3 separate regions of the Canis lupus genome follow, and all the other regions are linked to region 1. The links are chromatin contacts, called in public Hi-C maps. All regions are on one chromosome and are shown on one strand. Each heading gives the region's core, a stretch centred on a gene start, on an enhancer-like site or on the middle of the called end of the contact. The rest is flanking DNA. Distances are from core to core; before and after follow the strand shown. Region 1 holds the start of MFSD14B (hippocampus abundant transcript-like protein 1). Region 2 holds the start of IARS1 (isoleucine--tRNA ligase, cytoplasmic). Region 3 holds the start of ZNF484 (zinc finger protein 484).

Region 1 (4,874 bases), core at 1,552-4,051:
TGATTAAAGGCATTCATTTGTTTTCCCAGCCACCATACATTCCCAAAAGCACCAGTGTCTGAACTCTGCCATCTGCCCATGCTAGTCATTTCACTAAGCACAGCAAGCATCAAGAAAACTCTGAGACACCTGGGTGGCTCAGCGGTTGGGCGCCTGCCTTTGGCTCTGGGCATGATCCTGATTCGGGGATCGAGTCCCCAACATGAGTCTCCCTGTGAGGAGCCTGTTTCTCCCTCTGCCTGTGTCTCTGCCTCTCTCTGTCTCTGTCTCTCATGAATAAATAAATAATATTTAAAAAATAAAAAGAGGGATCCCTGGGTGGTGCAGCGGTTTGGCGCCTGCCTTTGGCCCAGGGCGCGATCCGGGAGACCCTGGATCGAATCCCACGTCGGGCTCCCGGTGCATGGAGCCTGCTTCTCCCTCTGCCTGTGTCTCTGCCTCTCTCTCTCTCTCTGTGTGACTATCATAAATAAATAAAAATTAAAAAAATAAATAAAATAAAATAAAATAAAATAAAATAAAAAGAAAAAGAAAAAGAAAACTCAAGACAGTATTCATTACCATTTATTAATAGTGACTCCGTGCATCTTCAGAGACTAGGAACTGGACAGAAATGTACCTGTGCCCCTAACCTCTGATTAGCATCAGGAGAAGGAATTAGGGAAAGAGTCTAAGTTTCCTTGAGTAGACATCCCTCAAAAGTTCCAGCTCTAAACACATAAAATTAGCAACTTTAATTTTTAGTAAATGACTGCCAGGGATCACCTATATATTCTGATCATTCATGCCAAAAATACTGAGAACTAATAACAGCTAATATTTACTGAGAACTTACTCAATGCAAGATTACAGTAACCCTTACAATCCTCTGAGGTAAATACTATTATTAGTTGGGAAAAGTAACATAATTTGCCCAAAGTTATGCAGGTAATAAAAGGCAGGAAATGGGATTCCAAGCATGCTCACCTAATCACTCTGCTATACTGCTTCAACCTGCCAGGTTATTTTTTTTTATCCTATAAACCAAAGGGAGCCAATGAAAAAATTTAAAGACAGCAGTAATTATCATATTTACATGTGAGGTCACGCTGACATTATGGACAACAGGCCAATGATAATGTAAGTAAAGGCCCCAAGAGATAAGTCAGAATCTAAGTCAAAATGCTGAGGAAATGAACCATAGGGATGCAGAGAAGAAAATAACATAAAATCTCGGCCTGGTAAAATCTGCTAGACTTAGTAATGCACTCAATGTTGTGGGCACAGAGAGAGATGAAGGAGGCTACCTCTCATGTTACTAGCATGGCCTCTGGTTGGTAATTATGGTCTGTCAATTCAAGGATAGAAGGACCTGGCAGTTTGGTTTAGTTTGGGGGGTGGGGGGAGATGACAAATCTACTTTTTAAATAATTAAAAACAAAACGAGAAAAACCAATTCTCTGGAATTTCCTCCCCCCCTCCAAATAAAATTCTCTTTACAAAATGTTTCTTTGAAATGAGGAACCCCTAACGCTTTTTCAAAACTAAGACCTCACTTGAGCAAGGAGGGTCCTACAACATTGCTAAGCTCTCAGAAAGATCGGGCACTGAGAAGCAGGGTTGTGTCGGGACCTTGATAGTGCAGCCTGGTTCCCACAGAACTAAGAGTAGAAACCAGCTCTTCTGGCTCCGTTCTACCTACTGCTCCTTCGATTTCACCGCCGACCCCCAATTCTACTAATGGGGACTCCCATCACCAAACAATAATCATGCAGCATTGGTTAAAAGCAAATAGAGGTATGTCTGCTGAAACTGCATACATTTAATTTTCTCAAAATTTCTAGTTTTCTCGGGGTTAGTTGCTATATTTCCTGTCCTAAATAAACAAGACAAAAAAAAAAAAAAAAAAAGGTCTTTAAGAAGTGACTGGCTCTCTAGGCTTACTTCACCACAGCAAAGCACAGCGCCACCAACCAAGCCTGTTCTCCCGAACGCAGGCCCGTGAAGCCAGGGCTCCAGAGCCGCGGCTATAGCTCCGAGATCCGCCCTCCCACTGTCCAGGAGGCGGGAGCCGAGGCGCTGCCCAGCCCGCATCGCCAACTTCCCTGGCGGAGGGCCGGACCACGGTCCCAAAGGCCCACACACATCTATTTAGGCTCGGCCAGTCGCACGTCTACAAATTCCCGAAAGAACTAAATTACTTATACTCAGCCCCGTGTCTAGCGTTCTTTGAAACGATAACCACCCCCACCACCACCGAGTTCCGTCAGCAGACGAGCGGCGCTAGGAAAGTCCAGCACTGAAGGAGTCCAATGGCTGAGCCCGGAATGGACCGGCTTTCCGAGAGCCGGAGCCGACGCGGACACTGCACGTCTCCCCAAGCCCCGAGGGGCGCAGCGCCTGGCTCCGCACCCCCGCCCCGGCTGCCGCCCCGCACCCCAGCCCTGTACCTCAGCCCTGACCCCGCACCCCCGCCCCGGCCGCCGCCCCGCACGTCGGCCCTGCACCTTAGCTCTGCCCCGTGCCCCAGCCCCGCACCCCGGCCCCGGCCCTGCACTTCAGCCCCGGGCCGCGCCCCGGCCCTGCAGCCCGGTACCCCAACCCCGCCCAGCCTCCCCTAGTCTGGGGCCTCGGGCCGAGCGCCGCGGCCAGGACCCGCGCTCGCGCTCACCGAGATGCCGCCGGCGGCCTGCGCGCCCGGGCGCTTCTCCGGCATGGCTCCCGCCGGGGGCACAGACGCCGTCTTGTCCTCCGGCTCTGGCGGCGGGTCCTCGCTCATGCCGCGGCCATGCCCGCGCCGGCTCGGGACGCTCCGGGGCGACGGCGACGCCGCGGACGCGGCGGCGGGGCCCGCGCCCTCATGGGCTCCGCGGCCCGCGGCGGCCTGCGGGTCGGGCGGCGGCGCCAGCGGCGACGCCGAGGGCTGTAAGGGCGGCTGGAGCTGGAGCCGCTGAGGAGGTGAGGATCCGAGCGCAGCTGTAGAGGCCGCCGGAGGTACCCGCCGCAGCCACTGCGATTGTGGTGGCTGCCAGCGGCGTCAGCGGCCCCAGGACGCTCAGGAAGCCCCGCCCCGCGCCTCAGCTCGCGCCTCAGCTCCCGCCTTAGCTCCCCGCCCGCGCCGAAGGGCTCAGGCAGCGCCCCGCCCACCTCGGGAGGGGCCTCCGGGTCTCTGGAGCCGCGGGGGCTTCCGGGCCTCGCCGCGCGGCGGAAGGACGTCATCCCCCAGGACCGCCGCAACGGAAGCCGGCCGCGCTCTGTTTCCTGCGACACCGCCCAGTCTGGCAAACCGTCCTACATGCGTGGGGTTTTTGTAATGAGGGCTCCTCTGGGATGATTCCTGGCGTCCTCACCAGGTACAGAAATGGACACGTTCCGACACGGTCTGGAATCCAGAACCGGGAAAGTGCTACGTGCACTGTAACGAACGTGTTCTGTTCCTCTCCGAACTCTAACGAAGCTGCTGGAGAGCTCAGGCTGTGGGGTGCGCGGGAAGGGCGGTATTGGGAACATGCAGGCCCATGGTTCCAGCAGGGCGAGTATGAACTGATAGCTAGAATCACAGAACTTCATGTGTGAAGTAGGGATAGTGGCTGGAGGCTAGGTGAAGATGTGCAGAAGGAGGAAGCTACACTGTCGTGAGACTTTGTGAAACGATACATCCTACTTTGTAACTTGGTAACTACAAAGCTAACAGGCTGGGCTGCCGCACCAGTTTGGAGAACAAATATGGTTAGAATACTTTGTCCTGGTAGATGGTTGAGCATTCAGTCCTCCTTGAAAGAAGAGGAATACCTTGAAACCCTGAAGACCTTATGCCTTTCTCCTTCTTGGGGAGACCCAGATGGATTTAACTAACAATGAAATAAGTCCAATCAGTCCACTATTGATTTACAACTTGTGTTATTTCTGAGAGAGTTAATAAAAGGAAGCCAGAAGGGGGAGGTCTCATGCCCCACCACATCCCGGCACCTGTAAACCCAACGGGAAGAGACACACCCTGCAAGTCCATGCTGCTTTGCTTTAGCATTATTCCAGCAAGAGGGAGAAATGTTCTCTCCCAAGCTTCAACAGCCCCACCGGTGAAAAGCCATTATACTCAATATTCTGGTTTCCTCCAGTGGACTTGCTGTTGGTAACAGCCCTCCCAACTTTCCCTGTAAGAGAATCTTCCTCTTCTGGGTTCTTGGGGCTAGTCTGTGGTTTTGACACACTACCTTGCTTTCTTGCCCTGGATTGCAATTCTCTGATATTTCTCAATAAGCCCATTTTTTGCTGGTAAAAGAACTGGCAGCCTTACTTTTAAAGTTAACGTTTCAAACAGTTCATGCACAATCCTAAAGATTTTTGTGTGTTCTGACATAGTCTGCACACTGGCTAGGTGCCTCCCAGGCCTTGAGCTAGTAGAACTTTGGTGTCTGAGTCACCTCAGGCTGCTACAACAAAGTACCAAAGACTAGATGGCTTAAACAACAGAAATTTACTTCTTACAATTCAAACGGCTGGAAGTCTGAGCTCAAGGTGCCAGTAGTCAGATTCTGCTGAGAGCTTTTTTTCCTGGCCACCTTACTGTGTTCTCACAAGGACAAGCTCTCCGGTTTCTCTGATAAGGACACAAATCCATCATGAGCACTCCTGCCTCCATGATCTCATCCAAACCTATCTCTCAAAAGGCCGTATCTCTAAATAGCATCACTTTAGGGGTTAAGAGTTCAACATATGAATTTTGGGAGAGGATACAATTTAGTTCATAGCTATAGCTTAATTTATACTTTCTGTTCAGACATTGCCTCCTAAAGCACATGAATCTCCAAAATTGGTTTTTCCTGAAAGAACACCGTTCTTGATCTCTGGTGACCAACCTGGATTGCCTCTTAATGAAGGGACTTGTTGCTACT
Region 2 (4,874 bases), core at 1,060-3,559, 230 kb before region 1:
CATTAATCTCCTGCTTGTAGGTTCTGATTTATTCTGGAGAGGAGTGGGAAGTAATATTAGCAGGAATTCTTGGGAGACTAGAACAAACAACTTGCGAATGGTGAGTAACTATCTCTGTATTGACTGTCTCCTAAAATGTGCTATTTTGTTAGTATTTGCCTGGTGTAATATTTCAGACACAAAGGGTAGTACCTGAGACCATGACTTAAATGCTCAGTTCCAGCGCACAGAGGGGCACTGTTTAGGTCACGACACACCTGGTGCAGGTTAGCAGCCTGCAGAACAGCCAACTTAGGGACCCGAGCTCCAGCCACACTTAAGTATCAGTAAATCACGAGATTTTTGGAAGACTAAAATACAGTTTCCATGGCAGACATTTAGAAAGTTTGAATACTCTGTTCAAAGTGAGCACTCCCATAGTGGTTTACATAATTCTAACATTGAATAACCTGAATTTTATTTTTATAGCTACTGAACACCTTGAAAATGATTCACATTTATTTTTAACAAAGGCTTGATGTTTTTATAGGACTGTCGGAAGAAACATAAAGATGCCAAAAGGAGAGTGAAACCAAAATAATAAATGTCAGCATTGGTTTTGATATGAATGTGAAGAAGCCTCGCCTATGGAAATTGGGTGATGCAGAAAATAATTTTAAGTGAGAAAGAATTCATAGTGAAGGAGTATTAAAATGTGCTTGATGGATATCATTGTCTTTTTCTGTAGATTTCCTTTGTATCTCTTCCTAAGTAATTTTTCAAAAAATAACCTGAATTTTTTTTCAACAAAGCATAAGATAATCCCCCAAAATATTTTTTATATATCATCTCTCTCTATATATATATATATATCTCTATATATCATCATCTAGTTAATTTCTCATTAACTACTGGGTATCTTCTAACGCAGGTTTTACATAGTCTTTTTAAATGTATGAGTAAGAGCACTTTTGTTTGCCAGTTCAGCTTTGTGTGAATTATAGACTACTTGACATACTTATTTCTGATTGTATAGAATATACTTTACCTCCATTTTGCCTTTTTTTTTTAAAGAAGTTGAATACAAATCAGCCTGAGTTCTGTACTTGTGTCCTGATGAACAACTAACTGAAATGCAAGACATTTCAGACAAGCAACACTTGCATATAACAGCCAGCACTCATAACATCACGTGCTCTCCTTAATGCCCATCACCCAGGTACCCCATTACCTATTGACTTCCTACTCTAACAATTGAGATTCGACTCTGATCTGAGTTGTGGATGTTGACCACATTTAACTTTTTTCCTAGAATCTCCCTCCCACACACACACTCGCTCAACTTCTGGATTTAGCCTTATCACTTTTCAACAGTGCCATAAAGTTGTTTCTCAATCCAACTTTCAAATTATCAGAACTGTCATCCCCACCTTTTCTCCTCAAGGCATCTATCCAGGAGCCTTCTTTCCTGCTCTAATCTGGAATGGCTGGACAGATGATAAAAATGAACAACACAGAGTGGAGTCCTTCTGGTTAATAAGCTGAAGAAACACTAGTAGATGTAGGTGCCCAGCTGAGTTCCTGACTAGAGTTTCCCCCTTGAGCAAGGCCACGAGACCCCAACTCTCATCCTGGAGTGGGACTGTGAACAAATGCTTGCACAAACTCGCCCAGGGATGCAGGAAGCTGCTGCAGGATTGCTCTGCATTTGTAAGGCCTCCCCTCTCCTTCAGTCTCTGGTGCCAAAGCCTGAAGCCCACTGCCCTTCCGCTCCAGCTTCCCTTTGGTTTTGAACTAGCAGATCCAGTGCCAGCAGACCCATGGCACTGACAATAAACTAAACGAGCAGATCGATAAAGCAGCAAATACATATTTTCATCACAGGAAATGTTAAGACAGGGATAACTAAACCTGGTCAACAAGAAGCATTTCCTTCCCTTCTATTGTGTTACTGTGTGCGTGAGGCTCGTGAACCATGGCTGTACAGGAGGACGCAGGGACTCCGGAGGGCTGCGGGGCCCCTCGAGGGCTGTGCCGGTAACCCGCCCGCAGGTGCCCCCTCCCCGCAGTACCAGTGGCCCGTCGCAGGTGGCCCCGCAACCCTGAACCCTTCAATGGTCACGCAGGTCGGGGCTGCACGGCACAGCCGCCCGATTTCCATGCCTGAATACGCACAGTCCCCAGCCCCGAGCCCGACACCGCCCACAGACTGCCGTTCCGCTGGAGCGCACGGCCGCCTTCCCAGAGCGTACCGTCGCGCGCGTCAGGGTGGGCGTGGCCGGGGCCCGTACAACCAATCGGCATTCGGCTTGTTGATGGGTGGCGGGCGGCGCACGCTGGTTGGCCGGCGCAGACCAGCCTCTCCTCCCTGCCGGGCGCTGTCAGAGCGTTGCATCACCTCCGGACGCCCGACGCGGCGTGCACGCGGTTCTTTCTTGGCGCGCCCGCACCCGGGCCCTTCAGGTACCTACGCCCTGCGCGCGGTCCTCTTCGGTACCCCTGCCCGCGGGGACGCCCCCAGGTCACCCGGCCCTCTCCGCGGCGTCGCCCCACGTACTCCAACCCCGTGCCCTGCCCGCGGGGTCGCCCCAGGTCACTCCCCCTGCCCTGCCCGCGGGCCCCTTCAGCACCGCCGCCCCGCCGCGCCTGCCGGGGGGGGGCCGGCTGGCTGCGAGAATCCGATGTGGTAGTTTGCTACGTTGGGAGGCCGGGCGAAGTGGCTTGCGGGAACGCGTGGTGGTACTCCTCCCTTTTCAGTCTAGTCTACTTCACGGGCTCCTCCCGGCACAACCCTTCCAGCATTGGCTTTGGAATTTGATTTTGTTTTTTAAGATTTATTTATTTGAGAGAGCCCCAACGACCGGGGAAGGGACGCGGGGGTGGAGATGAAGAGAGTCTAAAGCCGGCTCCGCATAAGCGGGGAGCCTGACCTCACCACCTCGAGATCATGACGTGAACTGAAATCAAGAGTCAGTATCACTGATGGAAATAAGGGCGCTGGCCCAGCGATTCCTTCAGACAAACACTGAACCCTGACGGTACACGTGCTTCTGCAGGCGCTTCTGCGGGCACCGGGCTTGCAGCTGGAGATCCTGGAGAGTGTGGAGCAGACCACAGTGTGTAAGAGAAACAGACTCAGGGAGGGCTATTCTGAGGAGGAGCGAGCATCCTTTCAGCGACATTTCAGCAAGGTGGCGCTGGAGTGCGTGGAGAGAGGTCCAGATGCAGGAGAGCAGATCAGGAAAGGGGTTTTGTTTCCCAGCCGCGTCCGAGACAGATGTACCTGGAGCTGGAGTTTTGTAAGAGGAAAAGTCAGGAGGAAAAGTCTGTGCATAATATTTTTGGGGAGAGAGGAGTGACTGAGTTTTTTTTAATACGAAAATGATACTTTCAGAGCTCCATTAGGAAGGTGGTATGTCAGGTATACCGTATTTACTTTTCTCTTTATTTTAAAAGTTTTGTAATAAAGCGAATATATATCAAAAAAGAAGAAGAAGAAGAAGAGTGGTATGAGGTAATAAGTAAAGACCCGTTTTTTGATGCCGTACTCCACTCCCATAGTAGTTTGGTAGGTGTAGCCTTCTAAATTCAAATACAAAATTACTTAAACATGGGTGTTATTTACATATTTATGTTTTAAGTCTCTTCTTTTACTTATTCATGGATATTTAAGTTGTTTTCACATATTTATTTGTAGGAACAATGCTTCAGTTAACATCTTTGTGCATATTTTATACATTTGTGTAAGTATATCTGCAGGGTATATGTTAAAAGGATATGACTACACTGAGAAAAGGCTAGAGATAGACCTGCCTCTGGGGTTCAGTTTGACTTAATGTGACATATTATGAAGACCTGGGCAGTAGAGAGAACAGAAATAGAATTAAAGGTCAGATTGACATGACCTTGGTGATCAATTGGATGTGGAAATTATCTGGTACTATTAGGGGGACTCAGATTTCAGATAATGGGAAGGAATAGTGGAACTGCTAGTGCACACGGAAGCAATTGTGGCAAGGAGGAGCTTAAATTTGTATTGTATTTTGTTATGTTTTTAGAAGATGAGAGCGCAGGGGAGAAACAGGGAGAGGGAGAGAGAGAATCTTATGGAGGCTCCATGCCCAGCATGGAGCCCGCTGAAGGGCATGATCTCAGACCCTGAGATCATTACCTGAGCTGAAATCAAGAGTCAGGTGCTTAACTGACTGAGCCACCCAAGGCACCCCATGGATATTTATTTTAAAGATATTTTTGTATGCATTTTTAAGATCTATTGACGTAAACACAAGTAAAAATCAAGGAGGGTATCTAGAAATTTCTAAGTAGAAGGTTGACACTAGGGAGATCTGGGAGAGTCTGGAATACAGAAGATTGGCGGGTGAGGATTGTGGTAAGAGGAGACTGCTACCCTTAGCACAGCCTGGTTACTAATCTCCCTCCTGCTCCCCACACCCCATGCCCTGTGGATACTGGATGCTGTTTGCAGGTACAGCTCTCCAGTGGATGTGAAGGGCCAGAGCAATCCTGTGATTTATGCATGGGGGCTGTTTCTCCTCAGCAGCCGCCATAGCCCGGTCACTGATACATGGTCCTCTGTGCCATTATGTTGAGTTTGTGTTTGGCATAATAATGCAGTGGTCCTTAATACTTTGGGGAATAGGGATGCCTGGGTGGTTCAGCAGTTGAGTGCCTGTCTTCGGCCTGGCGTGTGATCCTGGGGTCCTGGGATTGAGTCCCATATCGGGCTCTCTGCATGGAGTCTGCCTCTCTTCTCTGTGTGTCTCTCATGAATAAATAAATAAAACTTAAAAAAAAATACTTTGGGGAATAGAAGCTCCCTAGAAAGTTTGTAAAATTTATGAGCCATCTTCACCCAAAGCTTAAATCTCATTTTC
Region 3 (4,874 bases), core at 1,524-4,023, 140 kb before region 1:
ATAAATAAATAAATAAATGGGGGGTATTTGGGAGTGCCTGACTGTCTCAGTTGGTGGAGCATGAGACTCTTGATTTCAGTGTTGTGAGCTTGAGCCCATGACGGATGTAGAGGTTGCTTAAATAAATCTTAAAAAAAAAATAAGATTTTTGCAGCAAACTGTCAAACTTTCCAGACGCTGACTCTTTCACATCTGACCGTATCTAAAAGGCAGCTGCCACGGAAGGCTCTGCTGAACTGATCTCAGAACAGAAAAGATCCTCCACTGCATGAACGTAAGCAGTGTGTGCCGAGGGCTGACCTAGACTGGACTGAGGCCTTCCTTCAACTGCTCACTCACAGACTGACTTCACATGTGGTTCATTAACCTTCTACCTTTTGTTCTATCTTGTTTGTCGTGTGACTTTATCTTGTGCTTTGCTTGATGAGACATGTAAGGAGCCAAGTTAAACATGTAGTGAAATATCATTGAGTTTACAATTATGTTAATCTTGCCTGAGGACTGGATAAAGTGGACTCTGTGTGTGTGCCTTTGTAGTGTGCTTGTGACATGTGTATTTAAGATTTTCCATAACAAGGAAATCATTGTTAGATGATAGAGCCTAATCATTGTCATCTCCAAGAAATACTGCAAAGTTGCAAATGTAATCCTTTATTTTTTAAAGATAAACTTTGTTTCATTATCTCCAGTTTGCAAAATCAAGTCACAAGATGTTCTGTCCCATAGCTTCCTAGGAGATTTTGGTCTTCCTCAAGTAGATGTTCTCTAAATGCTCCTTTTCTGTCCCACTTCCTCAAGGATGACAAGGCCTGCTGGTTTTCCTTTTTCACTGCATGTCCTTGCTAAAGCATCCTGAAATCCATTGGCAAAGCAAAAGGTAATGCAGGGAGCCTGATGTGGAAATCAATCCCAGGACCCTGGGATCATGCCCTGGGTGGAAGGCAGATGATCCATCACTGAGCCACCCAAGCGTCCTAGTTTTCTTTTAGTGTTATTTAGTGTGCTATAGCTTTCTCTATTACTTTTAATCTATTTGTATCATTTTTTAGTAACTGTTTTTGAGTTTGAATCCATCCTCCAGCTTTACTGAGATCTAATTGACATATAATGTTGTGTAAGTTTAAAATGTACAATGTGATGATTTAGTGCACATATATATCATAAAGCCATCACGTGATGCCTGGGTGGCTGAGTGGTTGAGTGTCTGTCTTCGGCTCAAGCTGTGATCCCAGAGTCCTGCATTGGGCTCCCTGCATGGAGCCTGCTTCTCCCTCTGCCAATGTCTCTGTGTCTCATGAATGAATGAATAATATCTTAAACATAAATAAAACCATTTCAAAAATAAGGTTAGTTAACATATCCATTATCTCACATCATTACATTTTTAATTGAAATATAATGGACATATAACTAGTTTCAAGTGCATAACATTATTTGCTATAGCATATATTGCAAAGTAATCACCATTATAAGTCTAACATATCACCACAGAGTTACAATTTTATTTTATTTTTTACAATTGAGAACTTCTAAGTTCTATTCTCCTAGTAACTTTCAAATATGCACTACTGTATTATTAACTATAGTCACCATGCTGTGCATTTTAGCTCCAGGTTTATTTATAAATGGAAGTAGGCACCTTTTGAGAATCTTCAGCACCCTCCTCTCCCAACCTTTGGCAACCACCAATCTATTCTCTGTATCTTTGATTTCAGGTTCGTTTTTGTTTTTTCATTTCTTGGATTCCAAATAAAAGTGAGAACATACACTACTTGTCTTTCTCTGATTTAAATAAGTCCCAGCCATATTGTTGCAAATGGCATTTCCTTTTGTTGTGGCGAAATATTCCACTGCGTATATGTACCTCATTTCTTCATCCATTTGTGTGTTGATGAACACTTTGGTTGTTTATTTTTGGCTGTTGTGAATAATGCTGAAATGAAAACAGGAGGGCACATACCTCTTCTACATACTCATTTCAACTTTTTTTTTCATTTGTTTTTTATTGAAGTTCGATTTCCCAACATGTATAACACCCAGCGCTCATCCCCCATCAAGGGCCCTCCTCAGTGCGGGTCACCCAGTCACCCCCCCTCAACCCCCGCCCACCTTGTTTTCTACTGTTTTTCAATTTCATTGTTTCTACTTTTTTTTTGTTTGTTTCTACTTTTTATTATTTCCTTCCTTCTTACTACAGGTTTATTGCTCTTCCTTTTTTAGTTTATTGAGGTGGGAGTGTAGGCAGTTGATTCGAGAATTTTGTTCCTATGTAATGTAAACCTTTGCAATTTTCCCTGGTACAGAATTTCCTCTCACCACTGCCTTAGCTACAACCTACACATTTTGAGATACTGCGTTTTTATTTTCATTCATTTCAGTGTATTCTAAAATTCTTGAGACTTCTTCTTTTGGTCTATGGGTTACTTAGAACTGTGTTAATTTACAAGCGTTAACTTCCCGTTGTCTTTTAGTTCCCAATTTCTACTGATGCCACTGTGTCCAGAGAACAGAGCCTGTACGATTTCAGTTCTTAAATTTTGTAAGATTTGTTTTATGGCCCAAGTTAAAATAAACCGCGATAAACGCTCCAAAGGTGCTTGAATAGAATGCGTACCCTACTGTTTTGGGGTGTTCTGTAATTGCTGATTGGCTCAAATGGTGCTGCGCGCAGACGCGCACGCAGAAAGGCCTTAGGCAGCTCTGAGGAAGAGGCTCCGGTTTTCTGGCTTACTGCCAGAGCCGGGCCGCCGCTAGCCGCCTGACGGCTCTGAGCGACGAAGTCTCACGTCACTTCAACATGGCCGCCCGCAGGCCTGGCTGACGATTGCCGCCATGTTGGGCTGAGTCAGCCATTTGGAGGGGGCCGATTTTAGCAGAGAGCCATGTTGAGTGGGGAGACCTCCCGCCAAGCAGCAGCTGCGGAGCATGCGCACACCCAGGCGGCAGCTGAAGGAGTCCCGCAGGGACTGAGAGAGAGCGAGAAAGGAAGTCGGCCAGGTTTAGTCACTGCCTGAGGTAAATGGCCACGGTCCTAAGAGAGCGTGGGTGAGGGGCAGGTGAGTACAGCGGTGGGAACGTCGGGAGCTGAGCGGAGAAACGTGTCTGATGTCTGTGATTAGCATCGGGTCAGTGATGAGAGCCGGCAGTGGATGAAATAATGGAGCCCATGGGGTCTCCGTCAGCGGGGGCGAGTCGGGGTCCTCGGGGTCTCCGTCGGTTGGTCGGCGGGGGCAGGCCCGGGTCCCCGGGGTCTCCGTCGGTCGGTCGGCTGGGGCAGGCCCGCGTCCCCGGGGTCTCCGTCGGTCGGTCGGCGGGGGCGGGGCGGGGTTTGTAGGGTCAGTGGGAGTGGATAACTGTGGAGACTGAATAGTGGGGAGTCTGAGGGATGAGTGATGTTAGACATTAATTGATATCCTCTGTTTTTTAGGCTTTTTGGTTTAGGAATATTTATGATTTATTTGTGCTATATTTTGCTAGAGATTTAAAAATTATTGCCATGAAGCATAAATTTTCATTTACCTCATTTTGATCTGTTACCCAGATTAGGAGCTACTTTGCTACTCATAATATGTTTTTCTTTCTTTTTTTTATTATTAAACGTCTCAAATTTTATTTTATGGACCATTTAAAAGTACATTTAAAGTATGGACCAGTTTAAAGGACCATGGTTGTCTTTATAATCTCTACTTCTTTTTTCTTCTTAAAGATTTATCTGTTTAGAGAGAGAGCAGGTGTCCACAAGAGGGGTAGGAGGGGCAGAGGGAGAGGGAGAGAATTTCAGGCGCGCTACTCTAAGGAGTCCCAGGGGAGGCCCCATCCCAGGACCCTGAGATCATGACCCTGGCAGAAATCAGGAGCCGCACACCCAAATGACTGAGCTACCTATGTGCCCCATCTCTACTGTTTTTATACTAATTTAGTCTCTCCCTTTTTAAAAGATACTTTCTCTTATTTTTTCACTTTTTGATGTAAATTGTCATTCTTCCCCTTATTTTTTCAGTTTTATGCTGCATACTTATAGGAGTATAAAATTTCCTTTATATCAATTTATGAAGTGTATAGTTTTTTTATGTTTTTTTTGAAGATTTAGAGAGAGAGAGTGTGAGAAGGGGGTGGCAGACTTCCCTCTCCCACAACCCTGAGATCATGACCTGAGCCAAAATCAAGAGTGGGAGGCTTAACTGGTGCCTTTTCTTTTCTTCCTTTTTTTTTTTCTTTTCCTTTCTTTTCTTTCTTTATGAGAGACACAGAAAGAGAGATGGCAGAGGGAGAAGCAGGCTCCATGCAGGAAGCCTGATGTGGGTGGACTTGATCCCGGTACTCCACGATCTCGCCCTGAGCCAAAGGCAGACACTCAACCCGGGAGCCACCAGGCGTCCCTTCTTTTTCTTTTTTAAAGTAATCTTTGCACCCAACATGGGGCTTGAAGTCACAACCCCAAGATCATGCTCTTCAGACTGAGCCTGTCAGCACCCCTATCAGGTGTCTAATTTAAATTTGATGTTTTTTGATCCTGAGTTATTTAGGAGACTTTCTTCATTTCCAAAGTATTAAGATCTGTTTTATTTTCAAGTTGACTGTGTTGTAGCAAAATGTAGCCTGTAAAGTATCAATATTTAAAAATGTATCAAGATTTTCTTTGACTTATACAGTAAACTTTGTTCAATGGATATAAGAGAAAGAGTGTATTTTGTTTGTATGTTGCCGAGTTCTCTATGTATATTAAATAGTCTACTTGTAGTTTTAAATCTTTTTCCTCTTTTTTAGTTTTTGGTCCACTTGATTTATTGTATTCTAAAAAACAACAATCTCTCACTGAAGGTTCACTTTATAGATCTATGGGTGTTTTGTTTTTTGCTAGTTTTATTCATATG

What was found. A called contact is a pair of places that touch in the nucleus more often than the background predicts.
Region 2: a contact with region 1 is called in a Hi-C map of blood, with 2.9 times the contacts expected there. The contact joins the promoter of IARS1 here to the promoter of MFSD14B in region 1. A contact is called at or near these places in 2 of 9 Hi-C or Micro-C datasets (both in blood).
Region 3: a contact with region 1 is called in a Hi-C map of blood, with 2.5 times the contacts expected there. The contact joins the promoter of ZNF484 here to the promoter of MFSD14B in region 1. A contact is called at or near these places in 2 of 9 Hi-C or Micro-C datasets (both in blood).

The regions. Positions count from the first base shown.
Region 1 is chr1:99,994,593-99,999,466 of UU_Cfam_GSD_1.0, forward strand. It overlaps MFSD14B (hippocampus abundant transcript-like protein 1), which reads right to left and starts at 2,802. Exons shown (of 13, transcript XR_005354392.1): 1 at 2,651-2,802.
Region 2 is chr1:99,764,620-99,769,493 of UU_Cfam_GSD_1.0, forward strand. It overlaps IARS1 (isoleucine--tRNA ligase, cytoplasmic), which reads left to right and starts at 2,310. Exons shown (of 33, transcript XM_038527397.1): 1 at 2,310-2,442. It overlaps NOL8 (nucleolar protein 8), which reads left to right. Exons shown (of 17, transcript XM_038527398.1): 16 at 21-100; 17 at 530-708. The coding sequence ends at 580. LOC119869926 (a small nucleolar RNA gene) reads left to right here and starts at 4,437; the gene lies at 4,437-4,568.
Region 3 is chr1:99,850,013-99,854,886 of UU_Cfam_GSD_1.0, forward strand. It overlaps ZNF484 (zinc finger protein 484), which reads left to right and starts at 2,774. Exons shown (of 5, transcript XM_038527416.1): 1 at 2,774-3,015.